4 separate regions of the Mus musculus genome follow, and all the other regions are linked to region 4. Evidence: chromatin contacts called from public HiCAR-type, HiChIP or PLAC-seq and promoter capture Hi-C data. All regions are on one chromosome and are shown on one strand. The core of a region is the stretch at or near the end of the contact, and the rest is flanking DNA. Distances in the headings are between cores, read along the strand shown. Region 1 overlaps Gm51621 (a long non-coding RNA gene). Region 2 has its middle 12 kb from the start of Gm23216. Region 3 holds the start of Col5a2 (collagen, type V, alpha 2). Region 4 holds the start of Poglut2 (protein O-glucosyltransferase 2).

What was found. Promoter capture Hi-C pulls out the DNA fragments that hold promoters and counts their contacts. HiCAR-type assays count read pairs that join an accessible place to other places. HiChIP or PLAC-seq counts read pairs in DNA pulled down with a chosen protein or histone mark.
Region 1: a contact with region 4 is called in a promoter capture Hi-C map of second pharyngeal arch cranial neural crest. The contact joins the enhancer-like site here to the promoter of Poglut2 in region 4. A contact is called at or near these places in 8 of 39 promoter capture datasets (the 3T3-L1 cell line, 3T3-L1-derived adipocytes, cranial neural crest and 5 more) and 8 of 115 datasets of contacts at active chromatin or transcription factors (the NIH/3T3 cell line, cardiomyocytes, embryonic limb bud and 4 more).
Region 2: an H3K4me3 HiChIP or PLAC-seq map of embryonic limb bud shows a contact between it and region 4, with 8 times the contacts expected there. The contact joins the enhancer-like site here to the promoter of Poglut2 in region 4. A contact is called at or near these places in 6 of 39 promoter capture datasets (the 3T3-L1 cell line, cranial neural crest, embryonic stem cells and 3 more) and 2 of 115 datasets of contacts at active chromatin or transcription factors (astrocytes and embryonic limb bud).
Region 3: a HiCAR-type map of astrocytes shows a contact between it and region 4, with 4 times the contacts expected there. The contact joins the promoter of Col5a2 here to the promoter of Poglut2 in region 4. A contact is called at or near these places in 12 of 39 promoter capture datasets (the 3T3-L1 cell line, 3T3-L1-derived adipocytes, the HPC-7 cell line and 7 more) and 1 of 115 datasets of contacts at active chromatin or transcription factors (astrocytes).

What each region holds. Positions count from the first base shown.
Region 1 is chr1:45,759,547-45,762,890 of GRCm38.p6, forward strand. The region is part of intron 1 of Gm51621 (a long non-coding RNA gene); the gene reads right to left. Among named protein-coding and RNA genes, the nearest start is that of Gm51621, 3.9 kb to the right of the region's middle. Within about 2 kb of position 2,070, at least 61 of the 459 cell types and tissues checked have an H3K27ac peak or open chromatin away from gene starts, as enhancers often do. A contact at or near this core is called in 3T3-L1-derived adipocytes, embryonic limb bud and second pharyngeal arch cranial neural crest, where this site is marked.
Region 2 is chr1:45,671,593-45,674,946 of GRCm38.p6, forward strand. No RefSeq gene overlaps it. Among named protein-coding and RNA genes, the nearest start is that of Gm23216, 12 kb to the right of the region's middle. Within about 2 kb of position 1,754, at least 48 of the 459 cell types and tissues checked have an H3K27ac peak or open chromatin away from gene starts, as enhancers often do.
Region 3 is chr1:45,501,636-45,505,375 of GRCm38.p6, forward strand. It overlaps Col5a2 (collagen, type V, alpha 2), which reads right to left and starts at 1,647. Exons shown (of 54, transcript NM_007737.2): 1 at 1,186-1,647. The coding sequence starts at 1,279.
Region 4 is chr1:44,117,102-44,120,492 of GRCm38.p6, forward strand. Poglut2 (protein O-glucosyltransferase 2) reads right to left here and starts at 1,672. Exons shown (of 10, transcript NM_023645.3): 1 at 1,217-1,672; 2 at 1-142. The coding sequence starts at 1,398. Bivm (basic, immunoglobulin-like variable motif containing) reads left to right here and starts at 2,867. Exons shown (of 10, transcript NM_144558.4): 1 at 2,867-3,173.

The DNA of each region.
Region 1 (3,344 bases), core at 820-3,319, 1.6 Mb after region 4:
TCTTACATATAGGCCACTGACAACTATCAAAGAATCATGTTTTTACATTTCTAAACATTCGCTTTAGCATATTTTGCTACAAATTATAATCTTATCCCCATACTCCTTAATATATTCTTTAACTTAATATAAGATCAAGTTCTCCCAGAAGATGCAATCATTTAACTCTTACAAGAAAATTTCCATGGGGAAACCATCTGTAAGTAAATATAATTGGCCCAGCTTGGCCTCAAGGTACACAGCTGGTAAAGTAATTGAAAAAGAAAAGGCTTACGTGTGTGTGTGTGTGTGTGTGTGTGTGTGTGTGTATCTGTATTTTCATAGTGTAGGCATTATCAATAGTGTGTGTGTGTGTGTGTGTATTTTCATAGTGTAGGCATTATCAATAGTGTGTGTGTGTGTGTGTGTGTGTGTGTATTTTCATAGTGTAGGCATTATCAATAGTGTGTGTGTGTGTGTATGTGTGTTTTACATGTATATGGGTATTTTCCATATGTATTTGTGAAGGGTGCTGTTCAGAAGTAGCTATTCATCTGTTAATGGAGTTTCTAAGACATGGGGCATTCATCATTGTAATGCCAATGATCACCTTTTCACTGTGTTGAGACAAGCATCATATAGACCAATCATCAATAAAGCATTGAGAGAAATTGAACTCTAAAGTCTTTTTTCTGTAAGCTAAGTGAGAAATGGAATTGGCCTCCTGTCTCAGCTCAAATAACTACTGAGCAGAGTTATTTGGAGTTAGAGTGGTTAATAGTAGTTAGAGTGGTTATCTATAGTTCTTGGGTTCTGTTCTCACCACCAATATGGTGGCTTACAATCAGCACAATTCCAGTCTCAGGGGATCTGGTGCCCTCTTGGGAACTCTAAGGGCATGGGGCACACACATACTGCACATGCATACATACAGGGAAAACAACCATACACATAAAATAAATATTAGTACTAGTAGTAAATTCTAAGGATAAATAAGACTGGACATGTATAGGCCAGTGTGTTGGTTAAGGTCACATTCAGCAGAAAATGTTTGGAGGTTTGATAATGCCTACACTATGAAAATATTTTCAACCTCTGCAACATTCTTAAGAGGTTAATGTTTTCCTACTGTCTTTAGGCTATTGGGCTTAAGTATAAATTGAAATTCCTTTTCTTTAAAAGTACCATTTAGCTGTAAAGGCAATGGCTGTGAATGTGCCTGACAAGAAGAAAAATGTTAAATTTCTTAATCCTTTGCCTTGAGCCTGGAAAGTGTAAGAAGACAGAGAGGCAGAGGCAATGTTTCTGCCACTCAAAACAGGGCTGCAGCTGTTTTGCATCAAAGAAAAGGGTTTTAAACTCTACCACGCTGAGTTTAGAATACCTTAAAACTGCCTCCCTGTGCATTGAAAAGGAATGTCCACATTCTTAAGAAAGGTTTTAAGTTATTTACTGACCAACATCTTAACGTGACCTCGATCTAAAGTTTTAAGCACAAAAGATAAAACTCCTAATGCCTTTGCAAAATCTAAACTCCTCCAGCAACTGAGCAGCTGGCTATGATTAAAACTGTAAATAGGTTCAAGAGACAGAATCCTTTCCCAGGTCCTCTGTTTATGAATCACCCACCCAGAGACATAATTCTAGTGGAAAGAGAATTTCCTTCTAAAGCAAAAAATAAAGTCTCAGGCATACTGCAGAGGCCTCATCGTTCACCCACACTGTTGCTCTGCACAAACCAGGCTCATCTTTCTTTGCCATAAGACATTTGTAATGTTGATGTGTAATCAGGAAACAGTTTTCTCTGGTTTTCATTTTCATGGGAAAGGAAAACATTAAAGCTGCCTTCCCAGCAATTGCAACTTAAGCTCCAGATCTTGTTATGGCAAATGAAAGATCTTTTACCCAGCAAGCAATGTGCTTGGTGGTGAAAATCAAGCAAGTTACTTAAGGGTGCTCAAACCAAGATTAGACAAGCCAGACTTGAGCTCCCCCTGTTCCAAATGCAAATGTTTAGTTTACAGATCAAGATAGAATCCACTCTAATCTGGGGTGGCGCAGGGACTGCACTGGGTTGTTTAGGCAGTTATCTAACAAGTCCCACACTGCCTGTCAGAAAGCCCCTAATCTTCCTGCCCCAGCAAGAACAAAGGCAAGTGAATATTAACCCAAGTAAAAATGAGTTACAGGGGCTCTGGCTTAAGCTGAAGTTTTCTTAGGCAAGTTACTTCAAACATAGCCATTACTTTGAACACACTGCCAAATATATACCTGCCAAGTACACACACACACACATACACACATGCATACATACACACATACATATACATACACACACACACATGCACTATTGTGCCTGACCATGGCCACTTTTTTTTCTTTTCCTCTCAGAGAGTGTGATATTGAGAAAAGTAAATGCATAGATAGTATTAATATGAAAAAAAGAATTGACATACTACATTCAAATCAGACTTGAAAAATCTGCAACTGCTCTTTATATGGTATGAAACATAAAGAGAATAACCCTAGTGACTATGGTTGCCTTTAATAGTAATGCCTAAGGTGAAGTGACATGACTTCTAGGACTCCTATATACCTTCATCATCACCTTTGCTTTGCATTACTTTTCTGGATGTTGAATAGAAGCCGTGAAGGATAGATTCACCGTGCCCATGTCACTGACTTCCTGTAGAACAAGGTCACAGATGCACATGTGGCCAGGGCATTTTGTGTAAACTGTAACACTATCCACTCACACTGTCCTGAGATAGCCAGGCATATTGGTGAGGCAGCAGTGTTTTGAAATAACAAATTGGATTCTTTATTTAACTGATCCTTTCAAATTTTGTTGAAGAAACTTAACCTGGAAATAATAAAGCCGAGTAGAATAACTGAGAGAGCTCCAACCAAATGTTCTGCAAAGGTCGTTTTCCTGATGCGGTCATTGATCTGAGAACCTGCATTGGTCTTCACTTTCTTCGAAAAGTGAAGTCTTATGTAGAACCTTTTACTTCCCGGTGTCTATTCTTACCCAGAGATATACTTCCTTTGTATTTTTGGTTTTGTTGTGATAGTTGTTGTGTTTGTTTCAAGACAAAATTTTGCTAGCAAAATGGCACCAGATAGATTCTGATGTCATGGACTTATAGAAATTACCTTACACTCTGATTTTTATTGCCCTACCTTTACTACTAGGCTATGTACCCTAGTCCACAGGAAATACATGTCTAACTGCCCAATTAAAACTAAAGAATCAAGCCGGGAAGTGGTAGTACACGCCTTTAATCCCAGCACTTGGGAGACAGAGGCAGGTAGATTTCTGAGTCCGAGGCCAGCCTGGTCTACGGAGTGAGTTCATTAATTCA
Region 2 (3,354 bases), core at 504-3,003, 1.6 Mb after region 4:
TGTGATGTTGCTACTTTATATATATATATATATATATATTTTTTTTTTTACGTTAAAAACAAGTCATGAAGAAAGAAAAAAGAAAACCATGGTTTTCAACACAGAGTTTTAATGGAGGTTAGAGACACAGAGTTAACTTAGGAAGCAGTTACAGACCTGAGACACAGGAAACAAAGGGTAAAGATAAACAGAACCTAGGAGATAGCAGGAGGTGCCTCACATCTGGTACTATGAAGAAAGGATGTATGCTGCTGCCGGCAGTGGGTTCCTCTGAGAGAAAATTATGAGACTTCTTATAGAAGTGCCAATAGAAGCAAGAGGCTGGGACTACCCTACAGCTACCATCACAAACTGATGCTTAGTGGTTGAACAGAATAGTAAAATAGAGACTGGAGAATGCCTTGCCCCCTCTCCCACTCTCACATTGCAGTATCAAGTCTTACTCAACGCTTTCAGAAAGCTGAGTCTGAGGTATGTGACTTCTAAGGTCACTGTCCTGGAATCCCAGAGAAGAGTAAGTAGAAGAAAGAATGTGAGAGGTTAACAGACAGTATAGATAGACAGCTCACAAAACTAAGTAAAACTGTGGGTACAAAACTGATGTTGAAAAAAAATCTCTTACAGAATGGGTCATCAAGGGATTTACACATGAGCAAATGAGCACAGTTGAGAGAAAAGAAGGAGAGATGTTCCATTCTTAATACACACGGGGCTGGAGAGATGACTCAGCAGTTAAGAGCACTGACTGCTCTTCCAGAGGTTCTGAGTTCAATTCCCAGCAACCACATGGTGTCTCACAACCAGCTGTAATGGGATTCGATGCCCTCTTCTGGTGAGTCTGACAGCTATAGAGTACTCATGTACATAAAATAAATAAATCCTCAAAAATAAAATATACAACATGAACCAAGAGAGAAGAAAGGAAAAACATTTCAAGTTAATAGAAAAGATCTCTATTAAAAATGGAGGCTAGTGTTGCACATATGTAACCCCAACACTCACAAGGCTGAGCCAAGATTTCAAGACCAATCTGGAATGCACAGTGAAACTCAGTCTCAAAATAAACAAGGGTGCAGGGTATAAGTCAGTGGCAGAATGTTTGCCTAGCATGCAAGGGTACTGAATTTGATTCCCCAGAACATAGGAAGCAAAAGTGAAAAATAACAGTATTTAAAATACTGTGTAATGAAACAAGATCGAGACATGACTCTTAAATCAGTCCCACGAGCCACTATTAAATGTTTCATAAAACCATGCTCCCTGAAATATAGGCTTGACTAGGTCAGGCTCATGAGCTCCACTAGTGAGGAAAGGCCCCAGAGTTAGACAGACCAACAGTGACATCTGCTGCCAGGGACTTACTCTGAAAGTGGCCTGCTGCAGCATTTGCAAGTAGAGTCCTGCCAAACCGAACTGATGAGTCAGCAGGCAGGAACTCCTGTTTGTCGTTTATGCTATTAGAAGGTTTCCCAAGGCGAGCACAGAACATGGGAAAATGGGAATGTTTGAAAATGTAACTAAAACAAACAAAAACAGTGGAGGCTGAGTTGTAAGTGATGAGACAAAGACCTCACTCTATCGTTCTTCATCATGTTCCCCTTTAGCTAAGTAAATTCAAATGAATTCTGTAGTTGTTAGCAAACATGAACTTTTCCGTGAAAAGGATTAATTAAACCATTGCCAGCTACAGTGGATTCCAGCATCATACGCAGGCCAAAGAGAAAAAAGTCCAAAGATCAAAGGAGAGTGTGCATAAAATTTTAGGGTAACCCTTACTTAGAAAACCACTTCCTAATTATCTGTCTACCTACGTCCTTCAACATCTGCTGACCCTCGGGCATTTTTTTTTTTTTTTTTTTTTACTTTTCTGAAAGCTAATGAACATAAGGTTTGAATCAGACATCACATTTAAAATAATAACTGCCAGTATAAAATGTTCAATGTGACTCAATTCTGTAGAGCAAAAGATATGAAAGAAAAAGGAGTTCGGTTCTCGTTTATAAAAATGCAGAATGATAATGAATTCAGTTACTGTGAAAGCAGGTGAGCACAACCAATATTTGTATTAAAGAATTCCTGAGTTTGTAGTTCTTTTCAAAGATTTCTGCCATACTTAATGTGGCATTTTGAGCAAATTATACTTCTCTGGGCCTCATGTTCCAGTGCTGCAAAAATGAAAAGATTGGACTATATGTAGGATGGCAGATGGATTACCTGCTTATGAATTCATCTTATAGCTACATGCAGACTGCACCAGCTGGGTCTATTGTGGATGACAGAACTGTGGAGTCTCCACGTGCACCTCATAGATGATCTGGTTTGCTGTGGAGGACAGAAACATGGAGTATCCATGTGCACCTCACAGATTCTTGCCTCTGGCAGGAAGATCTTACTCTCCCTGCTAACCCCCAGTCGTTGATTCTGTTATTAGCTACGCGTTTAGTGCAAACTATGATTTCCCTCTACAAGGTGCTCAACAAATATTATTTCTGGTATTCACAGTATTCCAAAGACAAGGAAAACAAGCCTCAGAAAATACAAGGAATTTCCCAGAGTCAGAAAACATGGAGTCAATAAGTAAGATAATCTCCTGCCACTCCCTGTCATAAATTATCTTAATTTCTCATATTTTGGACCATACCCTAGCCCTCCTAAAACATAAAAGCCATATATTCTAGCATCATTATGCATTGTCTGCCTGTACCTTAATACACACATGTGCCTGCACAAAGAAAATGCAGCTGTTTGGGCATGAAATTCAGCTAGTCCATACAAACCTGAAGTGACATTACAGAAGCTCTGGGGCAAAAGCATTCAAGAAAGAAAGCTTTTCTTTCAGAAAACAGACTAAAAGAGTAGTTTTCTAAAGATTAAATGCAGTAAATGATAGAACAAATGATATATAAAAGTCATATTCAACTTAAAGAAAATGTTTTTATTAACTGAATGCAGAATGATACTAAAACCAAAGTTGGAAAAATCCCTATCTATGTGTCACTGTGTGTTGTACCAATTTGGATGTCTAGCTGATGTCTGCTACAATATTCAGAGTTGTATTTGGTATAAGGGAATATTCAATAAGTACTGGTTGATGGTACTGGTTTATAAATAATGTGAACAATTAATTAATACTATGAACAATATTTCTGAGGTTTCCTTAATTTGAGGCAGTGACTTGGCTTTAGCCATACTTTAGGTTATAGTATCTGTATAGAGCAGAAAACACTCTAACTTTCCATTAGAGCACACTTACCTCTTCCATCAGATCGCAAAACCATCAGCAGCCTTCAAAAGTGGTCAATAATTGCAGATTTACTCACTGATGTTTTCAGTGAAAGAAAATTGCCTTTGGAA
Region 3 (3,740 bases), core at 397-2,896, 1.4 Mb after region 4:
TTTCTACAACTTACAGTTGCTAAACACAGTTTCTAAATATTTTTAGAGAAAAAAAAATCAGAAAGGCAGAAAACATATTCGTACAGATGGCTGGATATACACAGGAGAAAGACAGTTACAGACACGATTAGCACATTGCTAAGTTTTGGAAGCTTGAGTGTGATGCTAACAGAGATTCAGATCTATGCTGGCCTCTTACAATGAGAATGTATCTGTTTCTGACACTTCAACCTTCAAAAGTTAACGTTAATATCAACGAGGCCCATTTTATTTTATTTTTAAGTTTTATTCTATAGCAGCCACGCCATTTTGCTTAACAATACATCCCAGCACTAACATATGTAAATCACATAGGGGAAACAAAACAAAACAGTAACCAAGCAAGATATGCCTTAAAAGAAAAGAAAATAGAAGGAACGGGGGAAGAGAAGAAGAAAGGGAGAAAGGAAGGGTCTAAGGGGAAAGTCCTTCTTAATACTCTGTTCCAAGTAGAATTTCCTGCCTTCATCCATCCACCCAGGAACCATGCTGTCCTGATAATCAAGTCAGTAGGGTGGGAAAGCACAGAAATTTAAGAAATCTGGTTTCTATCAGAGTCTGTCATGGAGAAATAAACTTGACTCCCTCTCTGTAGGCAAACCCGATTTTAAGATCAGAGATGAAAACTTTAGGAGGGGAGGATAAAGAGCAAAGACAAAGGAAATTCCGAACTATCGGATTTGCCTGCTGGAGAGGTTTTTCTAAACAAAGACTTTCATGAAGCTGCTGAAGTTCACACAGGAAAGACTCCACCCTGCCCAGCTTCTGCTGCAGCGGCTTTCCCTGCTTGGAAAGCGCCTGCCCACAGGACAGACCTCTAACTAAAAGTGCCTCCGGGGCTCCGTTTTAAGCACTCTTGTTTTCTTTTAAACGTCCCACTCTTACATTCCGGCAAAAAAAAAAAAAAAAGACTGGTGATATCCTGGCTCTTACAGGATGTCAGAAGCCCACTTTTTGCCAGGGCACGCACAGAAGCTCCGGATTTGCAAATGTGCCTAGTCTCCAGAGCCAAGCTACAAATCCTAGAGCCCCCTTCTCAAACTTCAAACCAGAGTCTTCTCTTTATCCTCTTCCTGAAGCTTAACATTCCATCTAGTTCCCAAACCAAGCCATAAACACCATAAGCAAAGCAAAAGGCAAACTCACCATTCTCTTGTTCCTGGGCTTTTATTGAGACACAGTACCCTAATAAAACAGAAAGAATGAGGAGAGGTCTTGCTCCCACCCAGTTTGCCATCATGTCTAAATATGAGACATGTGGGTCCTCCTGGGATCGAAGAGTAGATACTGAGGTCACTGTAGCACCATGAATTCCGCTGGGGGCTCTTTTTCAGCACCAGTCCCCGCGCTGCCTCAGTCTGTTTCAGCACCAGGTCCGGCACAGTCTGCGAAAACTTTTTTCAAGCGGTGCAGCTTTAAATAGGAAGAATGCTGCCTCCACTTCTTTTCCTGCCCCTTTCAGCTTGTTCAGGCTCATAACCATCCAGTGTCTGCCAAGCAACCGTCTGATTGATGGTAAACAACCAAATCAGAGCGCGCGCCTCTGCGACTTGAGTTTTCAGTGCTTCTTGTAGATTTTAAGCACAGAGGAAGCTTCTCAACAGAGACAAACTTTTATTTCTCCTTCTGTTTGAGTGTGTGTGTGTTTTCTTTTCTTCTTTTTTTAAAGAAAGCCTATTAGAAGGAGTCTGATCCACCCTCCCCAACCCTTCCCCAGACACACACCCACTGACTTTTTCCAGAGACACTAAAAAAACTTTAGGGAGGATTACAGCCTTTTAGTGGATTTTTTTTTCTTTTGCACTTAAATAATTCAGAATTCTCTTTGCCACTTAAGCCTTTAAAACGTCACTTTTTTAACCCTTTCTTTTGGCAATGGAGGAAGGATTCTTGTCCCAATTTTCATCCTCCTCCCTCTCCTATGCTCTGAGAAGATTGTGGAAGAAAGGAGGCAGAATATGGCCAATACAAAATGAACTTGAGATACTTTACATTGAGTTATTTCCACATCTTTTTAGTAGGCACATCTATACGTTCTCCTCGTCACAGAGCATGCTATTGTGTTAAAAAACAAATATGTTCACTAAGCTTGTGGAGGGAGGAAAACACACTGGTTTAAGTCTCAGAAAGGGTAGGTTCCAATATCAGATCTGCCAACTCACCAATTTTGTGAATTTATACATAGTCCTTAACTGTCCAAATTTTTTTGTTGTTGTTGTTAGAAAAGGGGCTTTGGCCTGACCAGTGTGCAGGATCTGGTGACACTAAACTGAGCAATATGCTGTTAACTAGATTCTAAATTACAAAGAGCTACATAAAAGTGAATGATGCTGTTATGAACCCCACACCAGCTTTCCACGGAATGTGGTAGTCCTAGCTGCATATTTCTGTAAAGAGCAAGGCATTAACTTTGTGTGCTACTCAAGCTTGACAGATTTAAACGCCCTCAGTGTTTTTGACAGTCTAATTCATTTGATAGTGTGCGTTCTGGGGGATCTGGATCAAGCCCCACATAACATGTCATGTGTGACTCAATTGTTCATAGTTACTCAGCACTGAACAGGTGCTCTGAGACACACTGAATAGAGGAAGGATTATGGCAGACTAGAAACAAAGTCAGCATCCATCACCTTTAAGGAACATGTGTATGCAAATGCTGAAAAAATATATCTACGTGAAACAAAAAAATACAAACAATATATACAGCTATGTGTGGAATTAACTAAACCCCAAATAAATGCAAAGAAAAGGGATAGTATAAATTAAAATAGGTATATGAGGCTTCATTTACTATTTAATTTCCTTAATAAAGAAATCCAAGATGCTTTAAATTGAGAGGTGGAACTAAACTCTGGAGAAGTTCCAAAAACAACTTTCTAGCCCTGTATCATTGAAAATAACTTGTCACCAAGACCTGCCTTTGTTTAGTGAATTCGTTCACCAACACACTGCTGTTCCCATGGCTGTCTTGCTCATACTTAATGAATGGGCTAAATAAGGAACAAAAATCAAATTTCTTCTAATTCTTTGAATAATAGCTGAAAAAGCCCCTGATGTAAAAGCTCTTGTTAATCCCTCATCAAAGGAACATTGTTTTGCAACAGATGAAAATCACTTCAGAAAACCACAATCAATTAAAATGCAGAATTGTGTAGCCCAGTCTCAATGGATACATTTATCAAACTACTCTTGAACCTAAGGCTCAGAGAACATTGAGGAAGAGGAGGTAGAAAGTCTGTAAGGACAAAGGAATCCTAACAATGTCAGAATTTTATGCGTATACTCATAAAATCTCACCACCATGTCTGCCTCACCATGAGCTGAAATAAGAAGCAACTGTATGCCAAACTGGTTAGAGGAAGGACCAGAAGGCTCCAACTCTACATAGAGAAGTACGGGCAACCAAGGAATGCTGAGCACAGGAGAAATAATCTTCCCCAGAGAGTAGTACATGACTGGTTATTCAATATCAGATGGTGAGCCCTGAAAATATAAATGCAAGGTAGCATGATATAGACAGAGCAGGTTGCATCCATACACTTAGAACTAGATATGAGTATATATGTGCATATATATATGTGTGTGTGTGTGTGTGTGTGTATGTAACAACAATGGAGAAATAGGCCATGAATTTGTAAAAAGAAGATATGAAAGGAAGATAGAAAAAAGGCTTTCATTAAATACTTTCATTAAATACTCAA
Region 4 (3,391 bases), core at 422-2,921:
TCTGTAGCTGGCATACATTCTGTATCTTACTATGAAGGAACCGTCCTTTCGATCTAAAACCTGGACACCAACTCTCGTGAACTGCTCATCGGGTGCTGAGATTTTAACCTGGAACACCTTTTCACCTGGAGAAGATGTAAACCTGTTATGGAAAACAATGAGAGATGAGGGTTATTTTTAAGATCAAATGCACGCTACTTATTCTCTTTAATGTGTAAAGGTTGGACCTTCTGCTTTATCCTGATTTTAAGATATTGTTGTTCGATTACTCTCTTAGGCTTTTAGGACCAGAACCAATATGATAGAACAAAGATAAAAAAGAAAACAATAATAACATAAAATAATTTCATTAGATAGTTGCCAGGAGATAACACTTAAGACTAGCAATCTATTTAGCATACCAAACAGAGCACTATCAGTGTACTATTATTAATTCATAACCAACACAGCTGGCAATTTGTCATTTGTAACATGTTTACTTCAAGGATGACCTTATTTGAAAAATTGTTCTTAATGGCTTAAAATACAATCCAGTACTGTGGGGCTAGGGAGATAGCTGAATGGTTTAGAGCATTTACCATTATGTAAAAGACTTAGTTCAGTTCCTAGTATCCATTGTCCTTAAGGCTCACAACTATCTGCAGTTTCAGCTCAAGGAGATTCAAGGCCCTCTTCTGGCTTCCTCCAGCACTTGGGTGTGAGTATACACCCTACCCACATCATGTAATTAAAATATTACTACTAATAAAAGTCTAACAAATATACCAGTACTCTAAATTATGTTTAGTTATGGGGGAAATCAAAATAACTGGTCATCATGTTAGTAACACAAGTGTTTTGGACTGAATATTCCTGCATTTTGAATGCATTTAGTTTCTAGTGTTTAGTTTTCCCATTTAAAAATAACGGAGATTTGTTTAGCCTCAATTCCCATCTAAACAGCCAAGAAGAGAGCTGTTATTTTAGCAATATTATTTACACTATACATATTTCAGAATTATTAAGTCACAGAGAAAAGTTGATTTTGAAGGAAAAGTCTATTATAACCAGATGTAGACAGCACTCGAGAATTCTGGAATGTAAATGGACAGCAGTAAAGACGAGTCGGGGCATATAAAGATGAAGGACAAAACCAAAATAAACAACAGGAACAAAAACCCCTCGAGTTATTTTAAACCGCGATCTCAAATAGTTGAGGAGTCATTTCTCCACTTACTGTTCCCCTGAGGTATCCACCGCCCGAATGTAGAAATAGCGGGCAGGAAGGACCACGTGTGCTTTTAGCCCGGGTCCCCATATTTCGCTCTTCTCTGGGCTCAGCCTCCTCTCTCCGCCGGTCTGGGCAAGTGCTGGCACAGTCCCCAGAAAAAGGCAGGAAAGCAGCGAAATGCTGAACATTTACAAGACCGAGTCTTGGAAGATCCACGAATAAATGCAAACGTGCTAAGTGGACGGAGCTAGCCTGGGTAGGTAGGAGGACGGTGGTCAGTCCTAGCAGCAGTCAAAGTCCCTAAAGTGTCGCTTGACGTGCGGGGTCCGCGCGTGGGACTATGCTGTGCCCAAGAATGTCACAACCCGAGCGGTGGCATGTCCAGGAGAAGGATGCCACACGTTCTGCTGAACCTGGTTAAGAACCGCAGGCTCCACTTTCTCCGGACAATGACAAACTTGTGTTACTCTTGCCACTAGAGCATCACTTTGGGAACGAATCCGTCGCAAGTTCTAGCCAAGGTGAGAGGAGAAGGATTGGCCTGCGCTGTGACCAGTCTTAGTAAAGTCTTCTGCTAGTGGATGAGTGGGTCAGAGTGGAAAACGCGTCCCGGGCCCCTTAGCTTCCTGGGATATGTAGTCCGCCATAGGACTAGCGGAAATCCTGCCAGGAGTTCACCCCCAACTACTTTCGTCCCTTCCCTCCGTCCCTCACTCTCCCTCCTCCTTTCTCCCCCCCTACCTTCCTTTCTACTTCTTTTTTCAACTTTGGAGCACGGCTTTCTGGCAACCTTAAATACTACAGTTGCGCAACTAGCATGTCTGGAGTCACAGCAAAGATTTCCCAACTTATATTTTGTTCAAGGTATCCACCGCAAATGGCAGGTATATAGTAAACGCTGAAAGGGAGGCTAGGTGTTATCAATGATACCCAGTCACTCGGTGCTATTCTTGTGCGCTCAATGGGACGAAAGATTCTGGGCCTTGGGTAGGAGACTTGAGGATGCAGATCTGGTGTTGCCTTCCAGCACCAGAGTTCCGGGACCCAACAGGAACAGAGGTATTCCCCAGCGGAGGGCCTAGCCCAGGCACTGCGGTGCGCTCCGCCTCTCCGTAGCGCCGTCACTGCCTCGTTGCAGGACAACCCCCACCCCCACCCCCACCCCGCCGCGCCCCTGGAAGGATCTGGGTCGAGCTGAGTCTCTGAGGAGAGATGTAAGGGATAGAAATCACCAGAAGAAAGCTCGGCCTGAGGGGGGTGCATCCGTGGGTATCCCTGTACTCTCTTCAGGAGCGGGTCTCCACGCTGCGCTAGCGGATCCCAGGCACCCGGCCTGCAGTGGCCATCCTCTCTTTGCACCCTCGCTTCTCGGCCAGTGAGGTCAAGAGGAGTAGCAGGCTTTGTCCTCCCTCCACGGGGTAAGGGGCGTGGAAAACATAGACGGCCTGGTTGTGAGCCAAGGCAAGGGGATTCTTTTTCCCCCTGCCCCCCCCCCCCCCCCGCTATTGTTATTATTGGTGATATAATCATTCATCGCGGCCTCCCCTCCCAGCTCTCAGGCTGTCACTGTCTGCGTGCCACCAGCCTCTCCAGTCCCTAGCGCGTAGGAAGCGGCCCCCTTCAGGCCTGCGCGCTCCCCCTCCTGGCGAGCCTTTTCTTCCGGCTGGGAGTGAGGGAGCAGGCCGGGAGGAGGTTACAAGGCTTTAGATCTGGTCTTGGCCAGTGGGGACTAGGGACGCCTGGCACTGGGTTGGCCACCGCAGGACAGTAGTGGGAACCCGGCACAGTAGCGCTGCAGCAGTTGCACTTGCAACATCCCTGCTCTCCCGGTTCTCCTCCACCTGCACCTTTGTCACCTTCAGGTGCTTCGGAGCCTCAAAGAGGGGGCAGTGGGAAGTCTCCTGGCTCCTCAGAGTCTGAACTCCAGAGGGCATCATGTGCTGCATGAATCTCATACTCACAGGTAGGCCTCCCAGGTCTGGTCTGGTAGTCTAGGCAAGGGCGCTGATAGAAAAGGGGGGCGGGGGGGGCACCTGGCTGCTGTCTTAGCAGCTCTTATCAATCCTCAGCAAAACACTTTTCTGGGTCTCAGTTGCTTTCTATGCAGAATATTGATTATACTGTTTGTGATATGTGGAAGGCTTTACTGAGATTTTATTGGATGTCTAGCTCTCTACTGAA